Linked DNA regions of Sus scrofa: region 1 is linked to region 2. A link is a contact called in public Hi-C data. All regions are on one chromosome and are shown on one strand. Each heading gives the region's core, a stretch centred on a gene start, on an enhancer-like site or on the middle of the called end of the contact. The rest is flanking DNA. Distances are from core to core; before and after follow the strand shown. Region 1 holds the start of ZC3H6 (zinc finger CCCH domain-containing protein 6). Region 2 holds the start of SLC20A1 (sodium-dependent phosphate transporter 1).

Region 1 (3,280 bases), core at 651-3,150, 290 kb after region 2:
AAGTTACTCTGCTACAGAGAACAGATTTCCTTCTTCTACACAAAAAGTGAATCTTAGGCTTCAAGAGCAAAACCCCATCATTGGTTTGTCCGCAAATACTCAGAGTAGGGAACTTCTTAAGATATTAGTTAACCCGTTCCAAGAACTTTCTCATTTTAAGGACAGGATAATGTAAAACAATCATGAAAAATGTGTTAAGTGCAAGCTTATGCACCTATAATTTTTTTAAAGAGCATTTTGATTTCCTAAAAACTACATATATAATTGACTGACTTGTCTTCTAGAGACCTACATTTATTATTACAGTACCAAAAGTGCCAAAACATTTCAAATTTTAGTACTGTTTGTTATATCTGCTTCTGGATTTAAAAAAAAAAAAAAGTGTTCTGTATACTTTACCAAAAGCAGATCACATTACTGCACAGGTAAAAACTCCAGCAACTTGTATACAGCCTAGAGCACAAGGTATGTTTTGATTAATTCCATTCGCAAGGGAGTAACGCACAGGTTCTGAATTTTTAAACATTCTAAATAAGAATAAGATACAATGTATTTTGACCCAGCAATTTAATGAAGGCCCACCCTTTCTTTTTTTAACGATTAAGATGGCTAGCACTATAAATTAAAATTTTAACCAAATCCTAAGTATGCTATTTATGCTATTTAAAATACGTCAATACGCCCAAATCATTAAACGGAGTTAAGAATGGGCCTCTTAAGGCATAGCAAAGATAAAAAAGTCAGAATCTCAAATTTTCCAATGATACATAGTATTTAGAAAACCGGGCTAGACTGAATGATCCATGGAGTCCTTACTTTAGGAGAAAACTGTGGTACACGAAGGTCTGCAAAGTCTAACTCTTTTGTGTAACATTTGAAACTTGCCGTTTCAAAATTGCTAGGGGTAAGCCTGTGCGAATACACGGCTTTTGGGGGTTGCCTAAAATTTTCCTAAGAAAGAACAAACAAAAACAAAAACAAACCCAAAGCATGTTTATTCTTAGGAGTGTGCTAGGGTAGTAGTCAAACAAATCACCAGTTACTGAAAATTCCTGGCGGGTCCTCATGGGACATGAGGGCCGGGCCCCGCACCGGGAGCCGCTTCCTCCGAGCCCAGGCTGGACCGCAGCCCCGAGCCGCCCGCGGAAGCCGCCCGGCGCCGACAGAGCCGCCCAGAGGCGGGGGGCTCGGGGCTCGCACGTGCGGCCGGGGGCGGGGCCGGCCGGGAAGGACCCCGCGCGGGGAGGCGGGCGCGGCCGGGCCGACCTCCCCCGCGGCCGCGGGCCCGGGCTTTGCATCGGGGCGCACGTCATGGAACGGATGGAGCCACACAGAGACGTCTAGGTCATGCAGGAGGCGCGCGGCCCCGGCCCGCTCCCGCCGCCCCAGACCCCTCCTCTCATCCGACAGAAAGACAGACAAGAAGGGTTCCCGACCTGTCGTGCCCTGCATGTTCAGAGTCTGTCATGTTTGGTCAAGAACGGGGCGGGGCTGGAGGGCAGGTCTGCGAGGCCGGCGGCGGCGGGGCGCGGGGAGGCTCCCTGCGCCGCCTGCGGGTACCTGCTCCCGGCCGCCGCCGAGAGGTGACGAAGTGGTAAAAACTCACGGTTACTAGTGAGCGACACAGACACAGACTTTCCAGTCTATTAACAACCACGCCAGAGAGGTGGGGCTCTAACTGCAAACACTGGGCCACGGCCCCGCGCTGCCGGCGCTGCCGCTTTAGTCTCTATTCGCCGCCGGTGGCTGAGGCTTGGGAGCAGCCGGGCGGCGTGCACCGACGCGGGGATTTGGACAGTGGCCGTAACGGTGATTTCTCCTCACCAACATGGCGGCACCCGAGACCGGCGGCTCGATAAAATGGCGCCTGCCGCAACACCTAGCCCGGGACTAAAGGGCAGAAGAGATTCCTCCGCGTGCCGCGGCCCTTACCCAGCCCGCCGGGGCCGAGCGCGCTTCCCATTGGAGGAGAAGGCCCGTCCATCACTCCCGGGGGCGGGTTCCCACGCTTTCCTGTGAAGCGGCGGAGGAGGCAGTCTCTGAAGGCTGTGCCGGGCGGAGCCGGGGGGTGGTTTAGGGCGGGGTAGGCGATCAGCGAGATCGCGCTGTGCCTCCGCGCCTACGGAGGTGCCTCGCGGTGTTCCCTGCGAGACGCCGCCTCCCAGAGATTGGGGGGGCGGTTTCAGACGTACCCAAACAAACGGCCCCCCCCCAAAGCCATTAGCAAATGTGGACAGCAGTGAGACGGCTCTAGAGTCAAAAAAAAACAAAAAACAAAAAAAGAAACCTTTGTTGCTTAAATAGTAGGGGAATGTACTTTCTCCTTCAAGGTTGTAGCGGATCTTGTTTTCTGTAACGGTTAATGCCCAGAATCACGTTTGGAGGAAAATAGCTTGGCACGTAACTCTGATATTTAATACTGAATTTATCTACCCAGTTATTAATAATGAAAGAAAAATTGCTAAAAGAATTATATGAGCTTTAAGTTATTCCATAAAAACATTTACATTTTATATGTAAAATACATGTGAATATTTTATAAATAAAAGCTAACTATTACATTTCTTTGCACTTATAAACGTGATCTTTTTTCTAAAATTTAATGACAACATTTTGGCCCATTTAGTTTTGAATGAATGTCTTTTTTTTTTTTTTTTTTTTTTTTTTTTGTCTTTTTAGGGCCAAAACCTGGGCATATGGAGGTTCCCAAGCTAGCGGTCAAATCAGAGCTGTAGCTTACGTCACAGCCACAGCAACGCCAGATCTGAGCTGTGTCTGCGACCTACACCACAGCTCACATCAACACCGGATCCTTAACCTACTGAGCGAGGCCAGGGATCAAACCTGCATCTTCATGGATGCTAGTCAGATTTGTTAATTGCTGAGCCACAAAGGGAACTCCAACGTCCCTTTTTTAAATCAGCATGATGGATTAATAATTAATCCTCCCAAATATCTGACTTTCGAGAAAATGTATTTTGTAGATGCATAGACACAGGACGTTTAGAAGCAATTGCAACTAGATTAAATTTTAAATTAAAAAAATGTGGATATTGGAGTTCCCGTCGTGGCGCAGTGGTTAACGAATCCGACTAGGAACAATGAGGTTGAGGGTTCGATCCCTGCCCTTGCTCAGCGGGTTAATGATCTGGCGTTGCTGTGAACTGTGGTGTAGGTTGCAGATGCGGCTCGGATCCCGCGTTGCTGTGGCTCTGGCGTAGGCCGGTGGCTACAGCTCTGATGAGACCCCTAGCCTGGGAACCTCCATATGCCATGGGAG
Region 2 (3,611 bases), core at 96-2,595:
AGCCGGCCATCAGCAGCTCTTGGGTCGCGTTGTACATCTCCACGTCAATCAAGCCCTTCCGGATCGTTTCGCTCACTTTGGCCCCCAGTAGGACGGAGCCCACTGTTTCGAAGATACTAGCTAGGATACAGGCTTGCTTCAGGGTCACTACACCTGATCCCACAGCCGTACCAAAAGAATTTGCTACATCATTGGCTCCCACGGAGAAGGCCAGGACAAATGCAATGATGAAGCCCAGGATAAGCATCCATAGGTAATCTACCAATGGACCAGAAGCAGCAATAGTACTGGTGATCAGCGTTGCCACGGTAGATGCCATTCTCTAGAGTAGTGGTTCTTTAATTTAACAAGAGAATTACTGAGCGGTTTTCGAGATGTGTAAACAGAATATGAGGTATCAAAAATGCTCTAATAAATAATACATATTATATAAAATTAAATACTGTAAACTACGGCACAGAAACCGAGCTGGGGAGTTACTGCTATACGCTGCGTATGGGCATCTGTTGTCTGGGGTTTCTTTGGCTCTGGAGGGCTAGAAGCACGGAGCAGAATTCCATGGCGGAGAAGAGAAAGGACGCAAGTTCATCCTGGAAGAAGAGGGAAAGTAACAATAACGGCGCGTCCTTGGGGGGCTGGCTCCGCACCCCACGCGGGCTCACGCAGGCTGGGGGGGGCCCTGCCGTGCCCACAGCCTGCAATCCGCTGACCCCGCCCCGAACAGGACCAGCCGGCGGCGGGCACGTGGCGCCGGGACCACCTCGGCCCGCGCGCGCCCAGCCCGGGCCGGGCCCCGCGCCGCCAGCCCGCGCGCGCCCTCCGCGCGAAAACCGGAAAAGGGCTGTTCCCGCGCGCGCCGCCCGGGGACCGCCAAAAAGGCCCGCGGGCGGCGGAGCCGCCGGGCGGGGTGGGGGGGGTGGGGGAGGGAGGCAGGCAGCGACGCAAGCAGAACCCCGCCACTGGTACCAGCCCAGCCGGCTGACCCCGCGCCGCAGCGTCCGCGCCGGGCCCCGGGGAGAAGAAAGAGCCTTTCTAAGGCGGCACCGCCACTCACCAGAGGAAACGAGGAGCTGAGCGGGAGACGGAGAGGTCCAGGCGGCGGGCTAGAGCCTCGGACACACGTACCTGCGGTCGGCGAGCACACTGCCCGGGCCCGGAGGCTCGGGGAAAGCTCGGCGGGGGTGGAGGCCCACCCGGGAAACAGCCGCGGGCGCCTCAGCAACCGAGCAAAAGAAGCATGCTGCGCGCGCCGGCAGCCATCATCTAGCGGCGCACGCTGCCGGCCTCTACTTATAGCCCGCGCCGCGCCCCGCGTGACCCACCGCGCCTCGCGCCGGCCCAGGAGCCCCGCCCTCGGGCTGACGCAGCCCCCGCCAGCCCGGCGTGCCCCTCTGGGGGATCCCGACGGCGGCACTCATTGGCCTGTCTGGCGCCGGAGGCCACGCCCCCAGAGGGGAGCCTGTCCACGTGGGGAGGGCCAGCTCGCTCCCTGCGGCCTTGCCCTGGAGCCGTGGCACCGTCTGGCCCTGTAGGCTAGTGATGGGGGCGGCGGGGGACCCTCACCGCGGGGGTCATAGAGGACAAGACCAAGGTTATAGTTACCGCCTCGCGAGCTGAGCTTTACGGAGCAGGCCGCACCTCTAGCAGCACTTTCCGCGCACTTGTGACCTGCAGCATCCGGAGGCCACACCTGGCCGAGTTCCCTCCCTCCCTTCCTCCTGTTGACGCTGCAGGGGAGCTGGCGCCCTGGGGCTCCGGATCCAGTCCTGGCACGTTGTCGCACCTGTGACTTGCCCTTGGCCGGACAGGCACTGTCCCTCGCCGGGGGAGGGAGAGGGCTCACGTGGTCCCCTTGCTCCCGCAGTCATGCACTTGGATGAAAACCGTAAGACTGAGAAGTCACGAGAACCAGGTTGTCTCCCAGTTGTGGCGCAGAGCCACTGGGTAGCTGTGGATCATTAATTTCCCCGTGGCAGACCTCCTGCGTTTTCTGCACCGCGGCTGTGGCCCCGGGGAGAGGGAAGGCTACTGCTTCGGATTCAAATCCTTACTCCTACTTACTGCAAGTGTCACCTTGAGCGACTTCAGATCTCTCTGACTTTGCTCTCAGGAATGTAAATTGTTAACAATCAGTACCTACCTGGTAGCGGGAATTAAATGAGTTAACGTGTGTGAATGTGAGTAGATCTCTGTAGGTGTTCAGTGAATGCTCATTTCCGTGAATATTCCTGTTTTAGAATGTAGAAAAGGATGTGAGGGGTTTTCTCTTTGCCTCCTGGAAGCTTTCCTATTTTCAAGTAAGTTGATTTTTGGCCTTTCTTCATGGTATATAATCTAGTTTTGACATTAATAAGATTTGCTCTGCACATTTGGGGATATTTCATTATTCTGCTTAAGATCAAGACTAAGCAGTCGTGCCAAGGGAGATTAAGGTCTGCTCTCTTGTCAGGGTTGTGGTGGGATTAAAGAATTCCAACCAGAAACACAGCCAGGCTTAGAATGTTCTGGAGCTCTCCCCACCTTTTCCCGTCTCTAGAAGCTGGGCACTGAATAGTGAGAACACAGAGGTTGTAAATCATTGCTGTGTATGGGTCATCTTTGGAGGCTTAACCTCCACCTGAGTATCCTCTGACCTACCTAGCAAATCTGGTGGAGTTATATGAGTAACTTACAAAGCTCTAAGTCCCAAGGTCATGGCCAAAAAAAGAAAGTACATGTCCGGGAGCACTGATCCTGGAGCACAATTTCAATGTAATTCTGGCACCTTCAGTTGTGCTCCTTCCTCCACCTTTACTTTATTTCAAGGTTATAAAAAAAATTAAGGACCGGTCTGTTAAAGGTCCTTAGGGTTCTGCCATTTAAAACAGTAATTTTCAAAGCAGTTGTTTATCAGACAGTTGCCTAGAGCTTTGCCCAACTTGTGTTTTTTTTCATTCTGGTCATTGGCAGTCTTTTGCCAGTCTGTAGTATTAGCCCTTTAAGTTGGCACCCGCTTGTTGGACAGCCTCTGTTGGAGGTGGTGGCGCAGCCATGGTGCATAGCCATCAAAATGAGAGCACAGTTCAGGCCCCTTGGAGTGGGTTGAGGTGAAGGCTGGGGCAGAAATTCAGGAAATTCCCCTTGCAACGCAAATGAATTCTGCAGAACTGGCTCTGGAAAGCTTCTTATCCTTCCTCCTTAGGACAACACTCCCAAGTGCCTCTGCCAATCAGGCTGGGGAGGTGGGAGGTTGGGGGCTGTAAGGGGGGTGGGGGGCTCCTGGCCACCTCACTTGGGGAGAGAGGATCAGTGGGGTACAGCTCTTAGAGACTTGGACTTGCCAAAATTGGGAGAAGTAGAGCGCTGCCTGTGGAGAGAAGTGAGAGTGACTTGAATGTGGAAAGAAAGAGGAAGTCTGAGGTCCACCAGTCATACACAAATGGCACAGGTTCTGACCTTATCTCTGAACATGGGAAAGAAGGCAGAGATCCTAAGCATGATGTTTCTCTATTAGAATCAACTCGTTGGCACACATTCTCTAGGACCCGAGGGAGTCCATTTGATCTAGGAGTTAAACATGGAGGCTGTAAAGCCAAACTACCTGCTCTCCTACCCACTGGTCATATATGACC

The links. Hi-C and Micro-C count contacts between places; a contact is called where the count stands out from the background.
Region 1: a contact with region 2 is called in a Hi-C map of skeletal muscle, with 4 times the contacts expected there. The contact joins the promoter of ZC3H6 here to the promoter of SLC20A1 in region 2. A contact is called at or near these places in 1 of 5 promoter capture datasets (liver) and 2 of 47 Hi-C or Micro-C datasets (heart right ventricle and skeletal muscle).

The regions. Positions count from the first base shown.
Region 1 is chr3:44,147,013-44,150,292 of Sscrofa11.1, forward strand. It overlaps ZC3H6 (zinc finger CCCH domain-containing protein 6), which reads right to left and starts at 1,901. Exons shown (of 12, transcript XM_021087025.1): 1 at 1,437-1,901. The coding sequence starts at 1,468.
Region 2 is chr3:43,859,202-43,862,812 of Sscrofa11.1, forward strand. SLC20A1 (sodium-dependent phosphate transporter 1) reads right to left here and starts at 1,346. Exons shown (of 11, transcript XM_021087023.1): 1 at 1,055-1,346; 2 at 1-590. The coding sequence starts at 319.